2 separate regions of the Bicyclus anynana genome follow, and region 1 is linked to region 2. The links are chromatin contacts, called in public Hi-C maps. All regions are on one chromosome and are shown on one strand. The core of a region is the stretch at or near the end of the contact, and the rest is flanking DNA. Distances in the headings are between cores, read along the strand shown. Region 1 overlaps LOC112044586 (ATP-binding cassette subfamily G member 4). Region 2 holds the start of LOC112044586 (ATP-binding cassette subfamily G member 4).

The links. Hi-C and Micro-C count contacts between places; a contact is called where the count stands out from the background.
Region 1: a contact with region 2 is called in a Hi-C map of whole larva, with 2.5 times the contacts expected there. The contact joins the enhancer-like site here to the promoter of LOC112044586 in region 2. A contact is called at or near these places in 2 of 2 Hi-C or Micro-C datasets (whole body and whole larva).

The regions. Positions count from the first base shown.
Region 1 is chr9:6,717,740-6,723,204 of ilBicAnyn1.1, forward strand. It overlaps LOC112044586 (ATP-binding cassette subfamily G member 4), which reads left to right. Exons shown (of 10, transcript XM_024080468.2): 5 at 3,851-4,089. Among protein-coding and RNA genes, the nearest start is that of LOC112044602, 14 kb to the right of the region's middle. Within about 2 kb of position 3,987, at least 6 of the 8 cell types and tissues checked have open chromatin away from gene starts, as enhancers often do.
Region 2 is chr9:6,678,124-6,684,215 of ilBicAnyn1.1, forward strand. It overlaps LOC112044586 (ATP-binding cassette subfamily G member 4), which reads left to right and starts at 4,125. Exons shown (of 10, transcript XM_024080468.2): 1 at 4,125-4,391. The coding sequence starts at 4,271. All of the region lies in intron 13 of LOC112044581 (ATP-binding cassette sub-family G member 1), which reads left to right.

The DNA of each region.
Region 1 (5,465 bases), core at 2,737-5,236, 39 kb after region 2:
GCCTCTTGTACCCTTACACCTTTTCCTCAGATTTTCATAATCAGGGTTACACTTACAGCGTAACGTATTGGAAATTAATCCGAACCGTGGACCTGCTAACTTCCAAAGTCGTTTAATCTCATAATTGGCTATCGTAGGTACTTACGTACCTATGGTAGGAGCATAGGCTAACCCTAATCGGCCCAGCCGGGGATCGAACCCAGCACCTCCATCTTTAAAAATCCACCGCGCATACTACTGAGCCAAATCCGCGTAGTTCCAATGTAGGGCATGCTAATAACGAATACTCTCTCGGAGTTCCGTATATTATGGTGAGAGGTTTCCCTTGACTGAATCCCTCCTTGTTACTAGCTACAACTTTATAAACATTAGCTCCTTCATTTTAAACCGCATAGCACATTATACAATACATATATTAACGACTAGCTGACGCCGCGCGGTTTCACCCGCGTGGTTCCCGTTCCCGTACGGATATGGGGATAATATATAGCCTATAGCCTTCGTCGGTAAATGGGCTATCTAACTCTGAAAGAATTTTTCAAATCGGACCAGTAGTTCCTGAAATTAGCGCGTTCAATCAAACAAACAAACAAACAAACTCTTTAGCTTTATAATATTAGTATAGATATAGTATCTACGATACTGTATTGCACTTTAAATAAGAACGCAGTCAATCGCTACAGCAAAATATGTATAGAACAAAGCACAGATTATCATTGATATACCTAGTATCCAAGATAATAAAGTGCTAATATATAAATGCATAAATACTCTGCGCAAATACTTAGATAGTAATTACAAAAATACACAGCTTGTTTTTATGATTCTGTATATTCGTCTACTAACGTCACAATGGATATAATTTGACCGTCAAACAAAATGTGGATAGCATAGCAACTACCGAATCTAAAGTCAAACAAAGATACGAACTTTGACTCTTAGTCATCGCTATCAGACCTCTTTGCAATTCACAAATCACTGTGATAGATATAATTAACCACATAACTAAGGCTTATAGTACATAAAATCTTATCAGGCATTGACTTGGAATTGACTAAAGCAATGAAAATTATCAGTTCTTTATTACCCTATTTCACTGGAATCGTCGTCTCATGATATTTTAAATATGTCATATTATATAATTGTACAAACAAATGTTTCAAGGTCCACTTTGCTTCCATTTAAAACAATTACTTAATTAACAAACTTTTTTACTCCTTTATGTTAAAATGGGATTTTTTGTTAGCTTTCCCACGGATTACCGGAAAATACTTTATTAAAGGCTTTTATGTACTTTAAAGTTTTATCTCAAGGTTTTTTTATTTATATATTTTTTATTTATATTTTTTCTTCGATCTGCATCTTAATTTAATTTTGTAATAAAGGATGGATTTAATTGCTATTATCATATTTTTTATTGCTCCTTCAAGCTCTCTGTACTAAGAGAGGGGAATCGAACAGAAACAGTCTTATGCCTGTCGTCATCAACTCATATTCGGCTCACTGCTGAGCTCGAGTCTCCTCTCAGAATGAGAGGGGTTAGGCCAGTAGTCCACCACGCTGGCCCAATGCGGATTGGCAGACTTTACGCACGCAGAGAATGAAGATAATTCTCTGGTATGCAGGTTTCCTCACGATGTGTTCCTTCACCGATCGAGACACGTGATATTTAATTTCTTAAAATGCACACAACTGAAAAGTTGGAGGTGCATGCCCCGGACCGGATTCGAACTCATACCCTCCTGAATCGGAGGCAGAGGTCATATCCACTGGGCTATCACTGCTCTGTCTTATGCCTAGCTTAAAGGTAAAGGGGCCAAACTCAACACCAAATCACGACTAGGTCCTAGAATATTGATCAACGGGAACTTTTAAAAATTACGATTTTTTTTAAAAGAGCTTTTTTAACCTTTTGAGTTTCTTGCCGGCTCTTCTCAGCAGAACCTGCCTTAAGAACTGGTAGTCTTTAGAAATGGTCAAGATATTTTTTTTTTATTTCTTTACAAATTAGCTCTTACTTTAAGATGGAAGCGGGCTAATTTGTTAGGAGGAGGATGAAAATCCACTTTTGGTTTTTACACAACATCGTACCGGAACGCTAAATCGCTTGTCGGTAACTAGCCGCTGCCGAAGCCTCCCACCAGCAAGACCTGGGCCAATTAAGAAAATCTCAATCGGCCCGGCTGGGGATCGAACCCAGAACCGTTTTGTAAATCCACCGCGCAAACCACTGCGCCACGGAGGCCGTCAAAAGAAGATTTTAATGATATAAAATCGTTGGAGGAATGAGCAACTTTGCCTCAAAATGATTTTATTAATCCGCTATTCTGCAGTCCTTTTATAGTTCTAAACAATCTACTTTTTACAGTTTCACAGTTTATTTGATACGTTTACTAAATAACTGTAACAGTTAATGACGGTAATCGTTCAGATCAATGAATAATGAGATTGCTTACCTTAAAAAATATATAAAATAGTCGATAAATCTAAATGTTGACAGAGAATCTTGCACTTTTGCTGTTACAAACAATGAATAATAAACCCTTTGTTTATTTAAAAGGGTTACAACACAGAAGTGTTACAATAATTCCTTTAATCGATTGTCTTAATTTCGATGAAACCTTGAACTTGTATTGTTAAAGCAAGCAATGAGACCGTTAGGTAGACACTTTTGAGAAACTTAAAATGATGAGTGACGAGAAATTATTCATTATCAATATCAGTATCAGCCATTTTTTAATAGCCTACTACAGGGCAAGGCACCCTTATTCTTCATCTTCTTGCCTGGGCCTTTTCCGCACTGGGCCTCCCTCCTTATGGAGAGGGGATATGGAGCTGAGACTACCACACTGCTCTAATATGAATTGGCGGAATTGGGGTGATAATGGTAAATGAACTACTATCAGATATTGATGGTAAAAACCGGGACCGATGGATTGATATACTCTCGCGTCTTTTACCAACTCTTCTTGTCTAGTCTTGGAATAAAGAAAAACTCAGTAGATGTATTAATGGTATTGGAAATTGCAAAGAATACCTAATTAATGACTAAAATATTTTGCAATTTGTTTGGAATAAAAAGAAAAAAAAAGTGTTCAATGGTTTTTTAAATGGTGTGAAAATAAATGACTAGTCTGCCATCTTAAATATGCCGCCATGTTGGATTTAGAATGACGTCACTAAGTTAAACATGTGTTGCCATCCAAATTGAACAAGTATACAATATTTCAGCTTAATTGGTTAAATCTGCTTTAAAATTGCAAGATTTCACCCGAATAAATAAACATACATACATAGGTATAGCCCAATGGATATGACTGATATCCCAGTGAATATGACCTCTGCCTACCAATTCCGGAGGGTGTAGGTTCGAATCCGGTCCGGGGCATGCTCCTCCAACTTTTCAGTTGTGTGCATTTTAAGAAATTAAATATCACGTTTTTTTTTTTTTATTCTTTACAAGTTAGCCCTTGACTACAATCTCACCTGAAGGTAAGTGATGATGCAGTCTAAGATGGAAGCGGGCTAATTCGTTAGGAGGAGGATGAAAATCCACACCCCTTTCGGTTTCTACACGGCATCGTACCGGAACGCTAAAAAACGTGTCTCAAACGGTGAAAGAAAACATCGTGAGGAAACCTGCACGCCAGAGAATTTCTTAATTCTCTGTGTGACGTCTGCCAATCCGCATTGGACCAGCATGGTGGACTATTGGCCTAATCCCTCTCATTCTGAGAGGAGACTTGAGCTCAGCAGTGAGCCGTATATTCGTTGATAACGACGACATACATAGGTATATACATGCATTGCAAATTAAACAAAAGCTTATAATTTAACTTTCTCGTTTCAGTGGGCTGGACTCGTCGATATCGAAGCAGCTGATATACCTCTTGCATCTGTTAGCACGCCAGGGGCGGACGGTGGTGATCACCATGCACCAGCCTTCGGCCCTGGTGTTGCACATGGTGGACAAGCTGTTCTGTGTGGCGAGCGGACGGTGCGCCTACATGGGCTCGGTCCCTCAGCTGCTGCCTTACTTGGAGCAGTTACACCTCATCTGTCCGCCTTATCACAATGCTGTAGATTTTTGTTAGTATACATTATTGAATATTTTATAATTAATCTGCCTTACATAACTATGGAGGCCGTGATAGCCTAGTGGATGTTTGGTTGCATGCATTTTAAGAAATTAAATATCACGTGTCTCAAACGGTGAAGGAAAACATCGTGAGGAAACCTGCATACTGGAGAATTTTCTTAATGCTCTGCGTGTGTGAAGTATGCCAATCCGCATTGGGCCAGCGTGGTGGACTATTGGCCTAACCCCTCTCATTCTGAGAAGAGACTCGAGCTCAGCAGTGAGCCGAATATGGGTTGATAATGATGATGATGAGAGTATGTAACTACTTAACTATAAATTTCAATGAAGCTAGTTAGTATAGTATAGTTTCGTTCCCATGAAGTTAGAATGCATCAGCGAGATGCCATACATCGTGTCAATTAATTATGTATCTCTCGTTAGGGGATGCTGCGTAGAGATTGCTCATTGCAATAAAGCTGCCTTTTCATGCTAATTCTTACTTTCAATTATTCATTTTAAAATTTTCATTTTCTTTTGTGTGCAATGAAGTATTTCTTCTTCTTTGTCTCGGTGTACGATTCAAAACATTTGTCACTATAATATTTTTGATCGATCGCCTAACATTGAACCGATGGTAGGGTCTTTACAAATAGTCAAATATGACGTTGAAATAGCCTACTTGAAACAAATTAATTAAGTTTTTGACTTTTTTTTAATTTGGATTTTTCAACGAAATGACATAATTAATCATTGAAATAATAATATTCACTGCCACTTAATGTAAAATGACGTTGTCAACGTCATTTTGTTGACATAATCTTGTTATTAAACAAGTATCATATTTATATTTTTAAAAATATAAATATGATGAACGTCATTTCGTTGATATAACCATGTTAGATGAACAAAACAAACATACAATGAAAAACGATGTTGTCTCTCATATCAATCATCAATAATAATAATATGCTCCCGACCGACTTTTCGGTCACGGCGGCTGATCTCATGGTGAGATTAACCATGTACGCAGGAGATATTATAGTGCACAAGTGTATGCGCAAGCACAGGTGCACTCTCTCTTCCCTCACTCTCGAAACCCGATGAGACGGCAGACCGACACGACCGGTGAAAGATTAGGCGCAGGACCGACGGCTTTACGTGCTCTCCGAGGCACGGGGGTGTACTAACACCGCCAACTTCCTAACTCCAGGCTGCTATTAAGATTTTCCTTGTAAGAAAAATCCCAATTTGTTTTTGTTGGCCTGACCCGGGATTCGAACCCTGGACCTCATTGACCGTAGCTGAACCAGCTTACCACGGGACCAATGAGGCAATCATCAATACTCAATATACGTCAATCATTTACTGAGATACATACCTAATT
Region 2 (6,092 bases), core at 2,875-5,374:
AGCTTGATTCTGTTTTTGATATCGTGAGAATAATGACACACTCGTTTTGAAATCACAGACCGACATTTCAATTTTATTTAGGTAGGTACGAGTATATGTATTGATTCATGATGATTACAAAGGTACTTTAAAGCTCCTACCATAGATTTAGTTTTATTATATCACTAGCGGACGCCCGCGACTTACTCCGCGTGGAATTCAATTTTTCACAAATCCCGCGGGAACCATGGATTTTTCCGGGCTGAAAAGTATTCCATTTTAAATTTCAGCCAAACCGCTTCAGTAGCCGCAGCGTAAAGGAGGAACAAACATACTTACACATACACACAAACTTTTGGCTTTACTAGTATAATTTTAGTGTGATTAAGACGAGAAACAGTCGACGCCGACGTGCGAATTACTTTAAAACTATATACTTAATTAATATACATACTACCTAATTAATAAGTTCGCACACACTACATAATAATTTATTTTGGGGCAACTAACCTCTAGTGACGGACATAATCATCAAACATCAAATTGGCGAACCAGTTCGTAAAATTTGCAATGTAAATACTTAAACATACTTAGATAAGAAGAATTTTCCCATGATAGTTACAACAAATATTTAAAATATGGTTCTTGATAATGGTTATTAGTCCTGCTAATATTATAAACGAGAAAGTTTGTATGTATGTTTGGATGTTTGTTACTGTTGAACGTCGCTACTACTTAATCGATTTGGCTTAAATTTAAAATGGAAATGGATTTTACTCTGGATTAACTTTTTATCCCGAAAAATCCATGGCTTCCCAAGATTTACGAAAACTGATGATTTTGATTATATGAAATTTTAAATGAAAATAGATTTCACTGTGGATTAACAGAAAGGCAACATAACATAACATCCGGAAAAAATCATGGTTCCCGCGGGATTTGTGAAAAACTGAATTCCATGCGGACGAAGTCGCGGGCGTCCGCTAGTACGTTAATAACTCATTTAATTTAGTTTTATAGCTCATTTAGTTAATAAGTACCTAAATTATTGTAATAATAAAAAAAAACAATGGACAGACAGACAAAGTACTATTTTTTATTAACGCTTTAATGGTATCCGTTTGTTATTGAAAACGTTTTTAAATTGTTTGCCCATTAAGGTATTTTTGAATAACGAGGTATTTTAAAAATCCATTAAGTACGGGCAGTAATTTTTATGTATCTACCCACTTAGTAACGCTCTGAAAAATATCATTAACAATAAATGTTACCTAACACTTACTTAATTCTGTTTTTTAATTCTACAGTTATCCATAATATAAAACAAAGTTCTCCACCCCGTCTGTCTGTCTATCCGTCGATTTGTCTGTTGTTAATGAACTCAAAAGTACTGCCATGAATTTAGAAAAATTGCCTACGATGTTCTCGAAATCACAGTCGGATTTTATATATTAAACGTGGAAATCAACGTAAGTTTTCAACCCCTATTTCATCACTTTAGGAATTGACTTAAAAAATTCTTGAATCACATTATATTTCGTGTTTTTTTTATGATTTATGAACAAATTTTTAAAACTGTAACTCTAAAAATGAAGGACGTTCTACACAAACTTTCATCCCCAAAAAAATTTTAAAAATGTCACCCCTCAGAGGATAAAATTCCTCTTGGAGTTGGAATTTCTCAAAATTCTTTGTAAAGTCAGCCATTGTCGGTCAATTATTCTCACGTTTCTGCAGCGCAAACGTCAGCGAAGACGTTTCATAAGTCGAGCCGTCATGCACGCAGTGACCAATACACGATCAGTTATAGTCGTGGATGCTGCAGAAACGTAAGAATAATTGATCGTCAATGGCGTGCATTAAAGGATGTCTACGTCATAGTAGCTTTATGCATGCAAAGTCTCAGCCGGATCGGTTAAAAATTGACAAAGTTTCTTACAAACTTACATCTCCTATTTTATCCCCTTGGGGGTAGAATTGATCAAAAACCTTTCTTAGCGGATGCCTACGTCATAACATCTACCTGCATGCCAAACAGCCCGATCCGTTCAGTGGTTTGGGCTTTGTGTTATATATATTTAGACTAAACACACATTAAAACATACATCTTTAAGTGATTCAGTTTTCAAATATAGCTAAAATCAACAATCGCTAATAGTCCAATAAATAGGTCATTGACACGAAGCATATTTTAAACCGGCATGCCTACAAAACAGGTTTGCTGCATTACCATATAAAGAGGGCAAACTTGTCTTTCATCAGAAACTTTGGATCTCTTGTCTATTGCCCTAAATACTTAAGTCGCTCATAGAGTCCACTCAAACTTTATCACTGTTTACTCATGACATATGTGAGATGGTGATAACAAAAGGATTTCCGGTTTAGATTGTTGGTACGCTGCACTTCCAATACCCAGTATTTGGAATCCCATATCTGTTCACAATTTTAGTTTAATTTTGAAATCTAATAAAAAGCTATATAGAGCAATCGACTAAAAACTGACCGTTTGATAATGAGCAAAGAAAAATTTACTTCAAGTAGGTATCATTTTATTTCTATACTAATAATATAAAGCTGAAGAGTTTGTTTGTTTGTTTAATTGAACGCGCTAATCGCAGGAACCGCACTGGATAGTGGCGGCTCGAGACCGTGGTCTGAAGTCTATGCAAGAGGCCTATTGTCCAGCAGTAGACGTCTATCGGCTGATAATGATGATGATGATGATGAAGGGATGGGCCGTGGTGTTTGGAGGTACTCACAAGAGGAGGTCCAGCAGTGAAAGTCTATCGGCTGATAATGATGATAATGATAAAGGAATACCTAGTAAAATATTGTTGTCATTATCAAAAACATGGTCCGCTGAAAGCATTCGGCTCAAGGCTGTAATGTTTGGACTTTGGAAGAAGAAAAAAGCTCGGTGTTAAACTATTAAGTATTATACGACTGTGTGCTTAGTTTTAAATAAGTTTGTAAAATAGTGGTAAATAAAAACTAAACCTTAGTTGAGTTTGTTGTGGGCTCTTCTCGGACTAAGGCGCGTTTGAAACCCTCGTAACTTAAATTTTAAGTCAAATGATTATTATCACCATTATTTTAAGTTTAATATTATTACCTGACGTTTCGAAAGAGCTTGTAAACTAAGCCTATTTGAAATAAATGAATTTTGACTTTGACTTTGACTTTGGAAGTCTTATAGGAGACTTATTCCAGAAGAATCTCCATCAGCTGATAATAAGGATAACAAACATAATTTATTAAACGTGATTTACTTTACGGATTACGTACCTGTAACGTTAAATATTCTAGTGAGATAAGCGGAAGAGTAGTTATCATCAAGTCGTGTTGAATTATTGCTGGTTAAACAACTTAGACGAAACCTGAATGTATCACTAACTACAACTCTTCAATCTACTTTAGTAAGTACCTTTGTATCTACACTAATATTATAAAGCTGAAGAGTTTGTTTTCTTTGGTTGAACGCGCTAATCTCAGGAACTACTAGTCCGATTTGAAAAATTATTTCAGTGTTAGATAGCCCATTTATTGAGGAAGGCTATAGGTTATATATATTATTCTCGTATTCCTACGAGAACGGAATATATATACACACATAGGCTATGAACTTTGACGGTCAAGTTCAGGTCCAGGTTTGACTGGTGGGAGGCTTCGGCCGTGGTTAGTTACCACCCTACCGGCAAAGACATATTGCCAAGCGATTTAGCGCTCCGGTACGATGCCGCGTAGAAAACGAAAGGAGTATAGATTTTCATCCTCCTCATAACATGTTAGCCCGCTTCCATCTTAGATTGCATCATCACTTACCATCAGGTGAAATTGTAGTCAAGGGATAACTTGTAAACAATAAAAAAAGAATTCCACGCGGACGAAGTCGTGGGCGTCTACTAGTTAGCTATTAAAACTCGGCTCAACCTTGACTGACACTTTAGTAGCTTACACATTAGTATCTTCCACCCACAAACCTAGATTTCGGTTGCGTAAAGTGTCAAGTTTTACTGAGGATTCGACTGCAGTCCATTTGTCTGGTCACGATAACAAATCAGCTGCTCCGAGTTCGACAGCTGACAAGCATCGGGTGGGGAGAACGACCGATAATTACGTAGTGAGGAGGTAGAAACGCCTGCGCCGCCAACCCGCTAGTATACCGCTAATCGCCGCCGCGCTCAGGCGAGTAGAGCTCGCGCGTTTCCCTTTGTTCCTCCGCGTCTTTGTGTTGTCTCGCGATGGAATACGAAGTCTTTGTTCTAGTGTAGCTGCGACAGTGTCAGTGGCGATGGCTCTCGACAACCAGTCGGACTCGCAGGAGACCAACTCCACCTCACTGGTGGAAGATTCTGTCAACATCACCTTCGAAGACGTTCACTACAAAGTTCGGCGTGGTTTCTTGACTGGAGGTGGGGATCCTTACATAATATACAACGATAAATACTATTTGGCTCATTAACAAATGGTAGATCATTACAATAGTTATCTTTAAGTTTATTATCATACGCTGTATGATAAAAAGCGTAGGTACTTACCTACTTGGAGTGCGCGTCAAGGAATACTGCACGTCTAAAATCGACAAGTTAAAATGTATAGTTTACATTCTTAATATTTCAAATATTACCTAATTAAACAGTTACACCTTATTATATCTACTGTGGTTACACTTTTACTTTCATCTACCTACTGGTGGTATAAACTTAAATTTTGAACGATATTCACGCAATGTTTACTGCCTTCACGGTGTCAATGGCCTTTCATCTAATATAATTTTAACTATAAAGTACTTAATAGGTTACCTTTCTTTTTACATCATTTTCTTGATAGTGCTTCTAAGCATTATCAAGAAGATTTGTGATTAAAAAACTGGGTTAAATCTAACCTTCAGTTAGGTTGTTTTTCGAGTTTTTAGAACTTAGTTTAATTAGGCGCCTAGGTAGGTACCTAGTAACTAGATCATTATCAACCCATATTTGGCTCACTGCTGAGCTCGAGTCTCCTCTCAGAATGAGAGGGAGTTAGGCCAATAGTCCACCACACTGACCCAATGCGGGTTGACACACAGGCAGAGAATTTAGAAAATTCTCTGGTGTGCAGGTTTCCTCACGATGTTTAGTTACTAGTAGATACTTATTGATAATTTTGTATGTTTTATTTTAGGGGTTTGTAAAATATATACTCGTGGGAAGTGGCTGGATGAGGAAGGCGGAGGATCGTGTGGTTACTATTTCGGAAATACCTATGTCCAGCAGTGGACGGATACAGGCTTATGTTGCTGATGATAGAGATCTCTGACTCTCTCTCTCTCTCTGAGAGACTCACGTCCCACGTAGGTAGGCCGTAGGATAAAACTCTTCGTCCTTGTATTCATACGTCTTCAATTTCATTTTGCTACATTGTTGCATACTTAATTTGTTGTTATCATCTGATTACACGTGTGGATTATTGTACGGCAATGATAATTTTATATTATAGATCTGTTACGTCCCTACAAATCACCGCAAAAGGTGATCCGAATAATAGTGTGCAACACTGAGAGCACACATGCACAATTTTGTCTTAACTCCATTATATGTATTTATGTTTAAATAGTTTTTACACTTCCTGAACACACAACTCGACATTGTAGACTATATTTATTTGTTTAAATAACTTTTATTGTTGACCATAACTAACATTGAGTTGACTATAAATTTCCTCTTTTGAGCGCCTCTTTTTTTGTGCCAGCTAGTAACACATCTAACAGTATTTAATATCATTGCTGTACGGTATGATATTTCTTACAATGAAGCGTTTATTTTGTATTAAAGGTTTATCAGCATTTTATATAATATGGTGGCATTTAGTCCACGTTAGTAAAAAATATATATGTAGAGTTTTGAAATTGGAATCACAAACACTTCGCTATTACGTAATAAATCCATTTGATATTACCTGAATGCACCCTATATAATTTGTTTAATATGGTTTATTTATTAGTGTGTAGTTATTTGTATATATTGTATATTATTATTACATACACACCACCTACAGTTGTCATAATAAGTTGCTAAGCCTAAGGTTGCCTGGAAGAGATCGCTACTAAGCGATAAGGCCGCCTTTTGTAATCT